3 separate regions of the Mus musculus genome follow, and all the other regions are linked to region 2. Evidence: chromatin contacts called from public HiChIP or PLAC-seq data. All regions are on one chromosome and are shown on one strand. The core of a region is the stretch at or near the end of the contact, and the rest is flanking DNA. Distances in the headings are between cores, read along the strand shown.

Region 1 (3,754 bases), core at 476-2,975, 250 kb before region 2:
GGAACTCACTATATAGACCAGGCTGGCCTTGAACTCAGAGAGATCCACTTTCCTCTGCCTCTGGAGTACTGGAATCAAAGGTGTATGCCACTATGCCTGGCTTCAGGGTTTCATTTTTGAGACAGGGTTTTATGTAGCCCAGGCTGGTTCTAAACTCACCTTCCTTCAGTCTGTGGTCCTCCTTGAATTGCTATGTCAGGGAGGGTGAGCTTGGTCTCCTGCCTTCACCTCACAGTTCGAGAATTCAGGTGTGTGCTACCATGCCATTGTACTAGAAATTTCACTATTCATTGTGGGCAGAGGACATGGCAGGAAAGGAGTCCAGAGGTTATACCTAGTGCAGTTTAGCATCAGAAGCACAAGTGTCAGGTTCCAAAAATATGCCAACCCGTGGACATCAGGCTTTTTGAAGCAGTGCTCCTGTGAGAGTTGACAGTGTTGGAGACAAGACTTGTTGAGTCAAGTCTTTTGAGTGTGGTTTGTTTGTTCTCTTCACCAGTGACCACATAGGGTGACCACTGATTTTCTGTTAGAGGGAAGTGGGCTTCTGAGCTCAGGGCTTAGCTTCACTTGGTTTACCTTTGACCTTCAATTTAGCCCTTCTGAAGCTGGGGAGATGAAATTCCTGGTTTGAGTCTTGATTTTGCTGTGGAAAATGATTGCACTGCCCTCTTCTGGCCACCTTGTGCACCTACGTGCACATGCCTACATGCATGCTCACACACACACACACACACACACACACACACACACACACACACACACAGACAAGTTAAAAAAAAAAAAAACCCAAATACTTTCTAAATTATTTGTTAGGCTGTGAAAAAGTGAATTACCAGTAGGAGCATAGAATGGAGATGCTTTGTTTCGAGAATGGCCTAAGTCAGTGTGTGGGTCAGCACTGAAGGCCCAGCCTGGAGGGTCGGGGAACCTGAGTGGGGGCAGCCCCTGGCCAAAGATGGGGTGGGTGGCAATGGTGGGGTGAGCAGTGCCCACTACCTAGATGCAGAGATGTCACCGCAAGAGAGGCCAGGTAGACCTTGGGAGAGGACTGGCTGTATAATGGACAAGACTGTCCCCGCGACATTTAGATCCGAGCAGACACCCTCCTCCCTTTCTTCTTTAAAACAGAATGCAGCCTTGCTCTGTCACAGAGTGGAATGTCTGTTGTTGGTTGTTTTTAAATACCGTTTAGAACATTTTCTTAAATATATTTCTGACAGTAAAGGTCGTACCGCATAGGGGAACAGATGACATTGTTCAGATGAAACAGATGACAGGGGACACTGATGTGTCCATTTCCATCTCAACAAAAGGTTAAGGCATAAATTACTCTGCTGGGCATCCGGCATGCCCCTTGTCCTTGGGGCTTATCCCAGAGCTGGCCGGCGAGATGCCTATCTGCCTCTGAGGTTTAAGGTTCCCAGGGGCCTTGCATGGGCTTTGTTCAGTGCATGCCTAGAAGGCCCCCCACAGCGCCCCCTACAGGAGCCCTTCTCCCACACGCTGATGGTTGGGAGGTGCGTGCGTGTGTGTGTGTGTGTGTGTGTGTGTGTGTGTGTGTGTGTGTGTGTGTGTAGGTGCTGATGTAAGAAACAGAGGCTCCCTATCACAGTGCATCTACCAGGGACAAGCTGCAGTTGTCAGACAAGAGGGTACGGAGAGCCACGGATTTTTATCATCCTCCTCAGGCTCCCTAGCACGAGTTGCCTAGCAACCAAAGCGGCTGAGAGGAGCTGCGGGGGAGGCTGGAGAGCAGGATTGAGTGGGTGGTGGTTACTGCTGGAGAGCCCTGCTGCTTTCTGATGTTTGGAAGGTACCCAGCATCCTGATTCCCTCCAGTTCATTTGGCACAGTCCCTGGATGTGTTTCCATCACTGGCCTGCAGCTGGCATATCAAGCCACACAACTCTGGGTCACTCATAGAGATCTTTGGGGTCTATCTGTGGAGAAGGGATGGCTGTGGTTTGGGAACCAAGAGCAAGGGTAAGGGGTGCGGCGGAGGTTATGCTCCCGGGCCATGGAGTCCTGAAGCTATAGGTCCAGATAGGGCGTGCACAGTGGGCTCGTATTTGCTAGCTTCCCCTTGAGTTTCTTCAGAGGTGGGCAAGACAACAAAACCCTAGCACCTTAGTGTTTGGGGCAGCAGATTCCCTCCACAGAGCCTTGGGGGAAGGCCACCGGTGGGTCTTGGAGGGTCCCTTTTAGTCCTTAGGGATCTGTACTGGAGGTCTTGGCCTCTAGTAGAGAAGTCACTCCGAACACGGGCTGGAGGTCCATCCCACAGCGATCAGTTGCCATTGCTCCAGAGATGAACTCAATGTAAAGTCCATGGGTGTCCTCTTTGCTCCAGCTCTGAGGCCATAGCCCGGGCCTGCACACCCCCGGACTGGTGTCGGGCCCCCAACAACTTGAAGCTTCCTCTGGATCCTCACTTGAGCTCTTTGGGGATGGGGCCTAGGCCAGGTTCCCTCTTGCGCTTGGCACTTTTAAAAAAACCGAGCTGTGGGGAGGCAAAGTGGAATATGTGAGGGGTGGACAGGCTGGGCGACATTGGTGTCATCTGTTGTTCCTCTGTTAGCCCCTCAGATTTTCTCCCTAAGAGGGCTTCCCTAAATACCCCCAGCTCACCCTCAGTACCTTTACTCCCTTATTCAGTATGTGAACTGAAGTCCTGGGCCAGGGGACAAGAAGTCAAGCTGGATCACCCAGCCCTAGTTAATATCCCAATTTGGGCCTCCCTCACTTTATCTGTAGCAGGTGGAGATTGAGCCCCGAGTTCTTAAACAGAGGGTCAGAGCTGAAGGAGATTTTGTGCAGTTTTATTGCTTAGACCTTTTTTTTAAAAAAAAAAAAATCTGGTAGGAGGAACCCTACAGGCTTGGAACCATAGTTTGGCCTTTGCAGGCATGACTAGTCTTGCCTGCTGTGGAAGGCATTTGGTGTCATGGCAACAGGCAAGCACTTGAAGGAGTCTGCAGTGCCAGATCTCAGGGACAGGAGAATGGAACATAAGCACAGGCCTAGAACTTTGAGGTCAGACAGGGATACTGTTCCTGTCCCTACCTACGGGAGCCTCACCTTCCACAGTGCCAGGACCAGCAGGGCCAGCAGCAAGAGGCCCCCCAGAGTGCTGCCCACGATGATCCAGATGGGGACCTGCCAGTCTTCTTGCTTGGAGATCTCAAATGTGACCTGCAAGTAGAGGGGGCCAGGGCAATATTGTCACAACTGCCCAGGGCAGAGGGTGGCACATCTGCAGTGTAGAGCTGCACCTGTCCCTTTGGGAGATGTGAGGAGGGACAGGTCTCACAACAGCTAGTTCTGCCCAGCTGACCTCTAACTGCGTGAACGGGAGGAGGGTAATGGGCTCCATGAGCCGTGCTCTCTTCGGCATTAGCTGTCTGCTCCCCCTGATTCTCCATGACTGCCACTCTTTGACAGCCCTCCTGGCTGGTCCTTATTTCTACCAATGTCCTCGTGTTGGTCTGTGCAGGTGTGGTTTCTGAGCCCCAGGGTCACTTGGGGAACTTAGGGTTGTGCCCAGGAGCCCTGGGAAGCCGTTGCAATTGTAATTTTCCTTCCTTTCCTTTTTATGGGAGTGGGGGTTAGGGTCAACTGACCTTATACTTGCTATGTAGCCGATGATGACCATGAACTACCTTTTAAAATATAAATATATTTACTTATTTAATTTTTAAGATTAAAATTGCATTGCCCCCTCCTTCCTCTACTCCCTTCTCTGACCCCACCT
Region 2 (3,801 bases), core at 762-3,261:
TGGGTCTCCTTTACATTTCTTCTGCTGATAGAACACTTATTTTGCTTGAATTGGTGTGTATGTGTGTGTTGCTGGTAATGGAACTGAGAGCCTTAATATGCATACTAGGCAAGCATGCCATCCTAGAGATACACCCTATCTTTGAGTATGTATGCATATGTGCGCATGTTTATGATGGCCAGAAGTCAACGATGGGTGTTTCTCCTTCCTCCTCTGCCTTTATTTTTGTTGTAATTGAGACAGGGTCTCTCTCTCTCTGAACCCAGGGCTCATTGGTTAGCTAGACAGGCTGGGCTGCAAGTTCCAGGGACCATCTTACCTTCACCTGATTCACACTGAGAATACAGGTATGCACTGCAATACTTAGCTGGGGATTTGAACTCAGGGCCTCAGGCTTCCCTGGCAAGCACTTTCACTGACTAATCCAATCTCCCCCGCTCCATACATCATCCTTGATTTGTTCCTGGTGACATTAAACTTTTCCTGGAGCCTTATGCATACTGGGCAAGCACCCTATCATTGAGATGCAGTGTGTGTGTGTGTGTCTCTGTGTGTGTGTGTGTGTGTGTGTGTGCTATGTACATGCTTGTGATGGCCAGAAGTCCACAATGGGTATCTTTCTCAAACATTCTTTGCCTTTAGTTTCGTTATTGTTGAGACAGGGTCATGCAGGAAGATAAATCATACCCAGGGGCCAGCTAGCTCCCTGCTGTACTGTCCCATGTGGAGACAACCCAGAGACTCTGAACTAAGTGTACAGTGGTTGGATGTCAGGTAAGGATGGGGTTCAGAGAATGAAGCCGGCATTTCTGGGGCGGGTGGGGGGGGGGTGAGGCAGTAAAGACTTGAGGCCTGGCATGACTACACCTAGGAGGGGTCTGGCGCAGAGCCAATGCCTGAGGCCTGAAGCTACATCTGCTCTCCCTAGAGACCTAGTAAAGTTGCTGCAAGGCCCCTGGAGACGGACAGGTGTTTATACCCTTCCCAAGATGCAGAAGAAGTTCAAAGATGGCAGCAGCTGTGGAGGAACTCTGTAACTCACAGACACAAGTCCTGGCTCTGTCACTGTGTCAGACCAGGTACGTCCCCCCACGAAATCTGCTCATTCTTAGGGATGCCCCCCCAAAAAACCCAAAACACCAACAAAAACTAAGATAAAACAAAACAAAAAAAACTGTAAATAAAAATATCGGGATCTATGCCAAAGCACTTTATAGTAGTTGTCACTGTGTGTAGTACTGTTCTAGAAATACAGCTGCGGAATGGAGCAGGCATCCTACCTCCCTGTTCCTGCACCTTCCTCCGGGGCAGGTGCTCACACTGGACTGCAGTGAAGAAACTCTGAGAGCAGGTGGCACACTTCAGAACCCCCGGGGGGGGGGGGGAGAGAGAGAGAGAGAGAGAGAGAGAGAGAGAGAGATGCTCCAAATACCTCATTCCCTCCTCCCTTCTCTGTGGTTGCAGCGGCTCCTTATCTGTCCAAACCGGTTTTGCCCAGGTACTCGCATGGCCATATTCAGGCAATTGTACTTGAAATTCCTGCAGCTGCTACAGGGTGTAGGTAACCTGGCTGGGATTTGCCTAGAGCAACTGTACCTGTCATCTCCCCAGTGATGTGAACACTCTTGAGGAGGGTCGGTCCTGCCTCTCTTACAGAGAGCTCCCCCTGTGTCCCTATAACTATAGAACGCAGGATCTGCAAAGGAAACCTCTAAGAAGCTTGCCACCAAGCAGAGAGCCTCTGGGCGAGTCTGGCGAGCCAACTGGGCCCAATGCCCCTCTGTCTAAGTACTTTACACTCAAGTCCTGCCACTTCCTATGTAACATGGACCACATTGGCCTTAGGCGAGCTCATCACTGAGATGCGAAGGAGTGCTTCCACGAGCCCTCCTGGCCACCCTGAACTCGTGTGGCAGCTGCGGGACCCGTAGCGGGTGGACTTTGGGAACCTCCAGGGGGCGACCAGCCCTGGGAAGGCATCTCCGGCCGCGCGCCGCGCCCGTCCAGCTTGTGACTTCACCGGGCGCCCGGAGCCAACGCGGCACCGAAGGCCGGGTCCCCGCCCACGGCCCCGGCCGCAGGTGCCAGGAGCCCGAGGGGGCAGCGCCTGGACGCGCGGGGCTGGGGACCGTCAGGCGCCCGGACTGCACTCCCGCCTCTGCCTCCGCCTCCTCTTTGTAGCGAGTCCCCGGTCGGTCCTCCCCGCCCCCCGCGCGGCCCGCCGCCCGCCTTTCTTCCTGCCTCGCCTTCCTGCGGCGCGGCGGCCTCATCTATTATAGATGCTCGGCCGCGGCTGACATCAGCCAGCGGCCTCCCGAGCGCGCGGTCCCCAGCCCGGCCCAGCCGCCTGCCGCCGCCCGCGCCCAGCCCCACCGCCCGCTTTCTGTATGACTGTCACAAAGGTAAGCAGCGCAGATCGTCGCCACGCTGGGGACCCGCGGGTGCTACAACCCCCCGGGCAGGGACTTGAGGGGCTTAGGAAGGGATCGCGCGCGCGCGCGCGCTCCAGCTCCCAGGAGTCGCTCGGCCCCCAGGGGACTACGGGATGCCGGGAGGGGATGCTCCTTTGCAGCTATCCTGGACGGTGTGGACCACATCACTGTGCGCCCCGGGACTGCATTTTTAACTCTTGTGGAAGGTGCTGCAATTTTAACCCCTGGAAAGCTGCTTCGGGCTGGCTGGCGCTCTGGGTGTCTGTCCCTCAGTGTCACGCGCCGTAAGGACTGAGGGATCCATGCTGATGATGCAGGGATGGGCTGGCCATGCTAGTCAGACACACAAGGGAGCTGAACCCCACCTGCCTGTCTTTGCCATTTACCCCAGAAGCCTGGGCCTGACTCCAAAGCTACCCTGTAGAGGCGCTGCCGGATCCCTGAGTGGCTGCCAGAGACAGGGAAGGTTCTACTGCATGGGGTGGGATGGGCAGGGAGTGTGACAGAGAGGAGCAGGTAGGCATCCTGGCAGACCCCAGTTTGGAAGAGGTTCTTGGACTTGTCACAGGAGCCCGGGTTTGTTGAAGAACTTTTTTGGGGACGTCTTCCCTGCCAATGGAAGAATGGAGTTAAGAGGAGAGACCGTTGGGGCAGTGGGATAAGCCCTGGGCCAAGGCAGATTTGAGTCTCTCTACGGAGAAGGGCTAGGCCTAGTTTGGGCTTAGGTTTCCTTTTCTGCAATGGGATAAGATGAGCCTTGGTAGTGGTGGGACAAACAAGTGAAGAGTATGAACTGTACTCTTCCCAGGTTCTGTTGGAGTGCTGACCTCACACCCTGGCATCGGCCTTAGCCGTGGATTTGGCCGTCTATACACCTTAGGCCAGACTCCATCTTTCCCAGATGCTCAGCTGGCTCTCACAGCTGAGGAGGTAGAAGCCAAGCAGGCCAGGCAGCCTGCTGTGGTCAAAGCCTTACAGAAAGGCTGGGCGGTCCATTCTAGACCCTTCTAATAAGCTCCTTACCCCAGCGACTTGCTCAGCCCGGCTCGGACTTCACTTCAGACCTTGTCATTGCCCTCAGTTCTGGGACTTGGGAGCTGTATGAGAATGATAACCTGAGGGCTCGGGGCGGATGTGCCTGGCCTTAACTTTGTCAAGCTAGCTATATCAAGCGGCAGGGTGCTTAGTGCTCTTAAATGAGCATAAATGCAGCTGGGCAGAGATGTGTTGTTATGGAGATTGTAAATGCCAAAGCTTCAGGCAGGTGGGGGCTGAGGAGCAATTCATGGGCCGGGTGGGAGCATAAGTGTTAAGGCTGAAGATGACCTTGCAAGGACTGACCCTGCAACCTCTCCTGTCTATGCACACG
Region 3 (3,398 bases), core at 656-3,155, 140 kb after region 2:
AAGTTAGTATATCAAAGCAAATCAGCAGCAATGATACTACCTAACAGAGACAGCCAGGCCTCAGCTTCCGCATGCGTCAGCAGGAAGGACCCAGAGGAACACCAGGAGAAGTTCTCGACTGTGTCTCTCTCACGTGAGAGAGACCAAAAAGCATTGCACAGCTGGCTGTACTGGCAAGCCAAGCTCTGCTCAATCCAGTACTATATATATGCCCTCCAAACTTCCCGTGTCCTCCATGGTCTTCCCTTAGCTTGTGTCTTACCTCAGCCCATGAGTCTGTCTCAGCTGACATCACTCTGCCAATCAGCCCTTGGAAGCAGCAAGAAACTGCAGCGCACCACCAGAAGTTTTTGGGTGCATTTCTCTTTATGGAGTCCTGACAAATGCAGCTCAACTATGCAATGTAAGGAGGACCAGTAGATGTGTGTAGTTAGTAAAGAATCCTTCATCGTGTGCCCTTTCACGTGTGTGCTTTAGCAGAATATCCTCTCTCCATTGTCTGCTCCAGTAAAATGTTCCTTCACAAGTCTGCCTTAGCCTTTCATCTGTGTCCACTTCAGAAAAACACTTTCATGTGTTTGCCCCAGCAAAACACCATCCAACACAACTGACTCTCTAAAAAAAAAAAAACCTTAAGTTTCCACTCCAAGAATCATTTGGGAAGAGGGGATCTTAGAAAAACACCTTGGTAAGACTGGCCTGTAGGCAAGTCTGTGAGGCTTTTCTTCACTAATGATTGCTGTAGAACAGCCCAACCTGCTGTGGGTGGTCCTGGGTTGTATAAGAAAGCAGGCTGATCTGCTACATTGTGAATTTGAGACCAGCCTGGGTTACATGATATCTGCCTCCAAAAGAGATGAGAAGGAGGAAGAGGGGGAAGGAGCTAGGGAGGAGAGGAGTGGGGGGGGGGAAGATGGGCATGGCGGTGCATAGCCATAATCCTGGCACTTAGGAGAAAAGCAGGAGAATTTCTATGAGTTTGTGGTTAGCATTATCTACAGAATAAGCTTCATTTGGGGGTAATTTATGTGGGCAGCAGCAGAAAATGATCACAGGGAAGCAGACCCTGTGTTAAGATCTGTAAACACAGCCCTGAGCCCTGTACTGCAGGGCTGTTCTCTTGTGTTTCTGACAGGACTGGAGCGTTGGTGAGGAGCTCAGAGACTGAGAGAAAAGGAAGGAGAATCATTTTTCATGGGCATCAGAAGAGCCTCTTCCAGGACTCTAAATTCAAAGCTAGCATGGGATACACAGTGACAGCACGAGAGGGGAAGGGGAGAGGGAGAGGGAGGAAAAAGAGGGAAGAAGAGAAGAGGGGAGGGGAGGGGAGAAGAGGGGAGGGGAGGGGAGCGGAGCGGAGAAGAGGGGAGGGGAGGGGAGGGGAGGGGAGGGGAGGGGAGGGGAGGGGAGGGGAGGGGAGGGGAGGGGAGGGGAGGGGAGGAGAGGAGAGGAGAGGAGAGAGTGAGCTTGGGAACTATTGGAAAAGCCCCCGCCCAGCAGTTCTCCTAGCCCCAGCACCACATAATGCTACCATGAAAGTATAGTTTATAATCCCAAACCTCAGAAGACAGAATCAGGGGGATCAGGAGTTTAAAATCATCCTTAGCTACATAACAAGCTTGAGGCCAGACACAAGGCTCTGTCTCCAAAAGAGAAGAGAAGATCCTCTCTCAGGAGAAAGACCCACCCCACAGCCCCGTGTGCGAACCCAGGTGTGGGCAGGAAGTGGGAAGGACGTTCAGCTTTGGGGAAGGGTACTCCGAGAACAGAGTGCCCTGCGGGAGGGCCGTAAGGCTAGCGGCTCTAGATCCACAGAAGGACCCACCGGTGAAGGATTGAGAGCCTCAGCTTCCTGCAGTTCTCTGGGAGAGGATGAGTCACAGAAACATAAGTTTATTCAGTGATGTAATCGTAGCTGGCACCCCTACTGGGGTGGCTGGAGAACCAGGACCCCAAGCTGTTACCCTGGAGCACCCTGTGAAGTTTCCGAGGGAGGGGGAACTGTGTTGAGGAAGGGGAAGGAGCAAGAGATCCACTGTGCCTGACACAGCAGGATGGCAGCCCTTCCCCTGGTGGGCTGCACAAATTATTTCGCTCTTCTGAGGCTCCGTTTCCAGACTTAAAGAGAGAAGAAGAAAATATGATTTATATCCCAAAGGGCTGTTGGTCACTACGTCCCATGCACACAAGCAAACATGTGTCCTATACTCTGTCTGGTTCCAGGAGCCTCATTTCTCCCCATCCCACCCCACCTCTCCTCATTTATTTATTTATTTATTTATTTATTTATTTATTTATTTATTTATTTATTTATTTATTTATTTTGTTGAGACAGTCTTAAGGTATCCAAAGATGGCCCAAGGTCATTATGTAGTGGAAGATAACCTTGAACTTCGGATTCTCCTGCTTCTGTCTCCTCGGTGCTGGGATCACATGTATGTCCCACCATGTCCCGTTACTACAGTGCAGGGGATGGGATCCAGGGCTTCCTACATGCTGAAGTCTAGCAGTTAGTAGACAAACCTCACCCAGTTGTGTTCTGACCCTATGTCCCTTCTTGGACGTCATCCTACCAGCCAGGCAGAGATCTTGAGGGCCTGTAATTGCCTGCACTTGCAAGTCAGTGCCAGCCAAGGAGGAGAGTTACAAAGAACACAAAAGAAGTGACCTTGGAGGAAGGATGCCTCTCCAGCTTCTTGCTGACACAGAGCACAGCTTTGTGTACAGAAATGTGGATGCCACAGAAGCTGGGCCACAGCAGTACGGAAGCAGCAGCTTGCAAGACGGGAGAAGTCTCAGGGATGCTATCACCAATCAATTTTGCTACTGGTTTTCTTTTTTTAATGCTCATACAAGAGGGGTGTGTAATAAAAAAAAAAAACGCATCCTATGTGAATCAGTTACGAAGAACATTTCAATCACAACAAGACTGACAGAAAGGTCTAAGGGATGAAAATGTACCAAGAGACTGGGAGACTGGGAGATGGTGCAGTTGGCCAAGTTCTTGCTGAGTGGGCATGAGAACTTGAGTTACGTTCCAAGAACACCCCCCCCCAAAAAAAGGCATGGGGACATGCGCTTGTAATCCCAGCACAAAGGAGGCAAAGGCAGAAAGCTAGTCTGATCTGCAAACTGCAGGACAAAGTTTCACTTTGTCTCAATAACCAAGTGAGGCTGGAGAGATAACTCAGAGGCAAACACTTCAGGCAGCTGAGCAACTGCCTGAATCTCCAGCTCCAGGGATCCAACATCCCCTTCTGACTTCCAAGGGAGATCCACCTGCCCTTGCTTGCACATAGCCATACCCATAAACATAGTTTAAAAAGTAAAATAAAGGCCGGGCGTGGTGACGCATGCCTTTAATCCCAGCACTTGGGAGGCAGAGAGAGGTAGGTGAA

The links. HiChIP or PLAC-seq counts read pairs in DNA pulled down with a chosen protein or histone mark.
Region 1: a contact with region 2 is called in an H3K4me3 HiChIP or PLAC-seq map of forebrain, with 3 times the contacts expected there. The contact joins the enhancer-like site here to the promoter of Coro2b in region 2. A contact is called at or near these places in 6 of 39 promoter capture datasets (the 3T3-L1 cell line, 3T3-L1-derived adipocytes, frontonasal cranial neural crest and 2 more), 1 of 15 datasets of contacts at CTCF or cohesin (the NIH/3T3 cell line), 2 of 484 Hi-C or Micro-C datasets (Th2 cells and cortical neurons) and 1 of 115 datasets of contacts at active chromatin or transcription factors (forebrain).
Region 3: a contact with region 2 is called in an H3K4me3 HiChIP or PLAC-seq map of stem cell-derived neural progenitor cells, with 22 read pairs. The contact joins the enhancer-like site here to the promoter of Coro2b in region 2. A contact is called at or near these places in 10 of 39 promoter capture datasets (the 3T3-L1 cell line, 3T3-L1-derived adipocytes, the HPC-7 cell line and 4 more), 8 of 484 Hi-C or Micro-C datasets (B cells, CD8 T cells, the G1E-ER4 cell line and 5 more), 10 of 115 datasets of contacts at active chromatin or transcription factors (bone marrow-derived dendritic cells, craniofacial prominence, double positive thymocytes and 4 more) and 4 of 9 other capture datasets (adipose tissue, embryonic stem cells, liver and 1 more).

Annotation. Positions count from the first base shown.
Region 1 is chr9:62,781,377-62,785,130 of GRCm38.p6, reverse strand. Itga11 (integrin alpha 11) reads right to left here. Exons shown (of 30, transcript NM_176922.5): 29 at 3,082-3,195; 30 at 1,152-2,503. The coding sequence ends at 2,432. Among named protein-coding and RNA genes, the nearest start is that of Fem1b, 28 kb to the left of the region's middle. Within about 2 kb of position 1,725, at least 87 of the 459 cell types and tissues checked have an H3K27ac peak or open chromatin away from gene starts, as enhancers often do. A contact at or near this core is called in cortical neurons and forebrain, where this site is marked.
Region 2 is chr9:62,535,254-62,539,054 of GRCm38.p6, reverse strand. It overlaps Coro2b (coronin, actin binding protein, 2B), which reads left to right and starts at 2,011. Exons shown (of 12, transcript NM_175484.3): 1 at 2,011-2,402. The coding sequence starts at 2,388. It overlaps Gm39352 (a long non-coding RNA gene), which reads left to right. Exons shown (of 4, transcript XR_870833.1): 3 at 267-774; 4 at 929-1,174.
Region 3 is chr9:62,399,223-62,402,620 of GRCm38.p6, reverse strand. No RefSeq gene overlaps it. Among named protein-coding and RNA genes, the nearest start is that of Gm40523, 15 kb to the left of the region's middle. Within about 2 kb of position 1,905, at least 23 of the 459 cell types and tissues checked have an H3K27ac peak or open chromatin away from gene starts, as enhancers often do. A contact at or near this core is called in stem cell-derived neural progenitor cells, where this site is marked.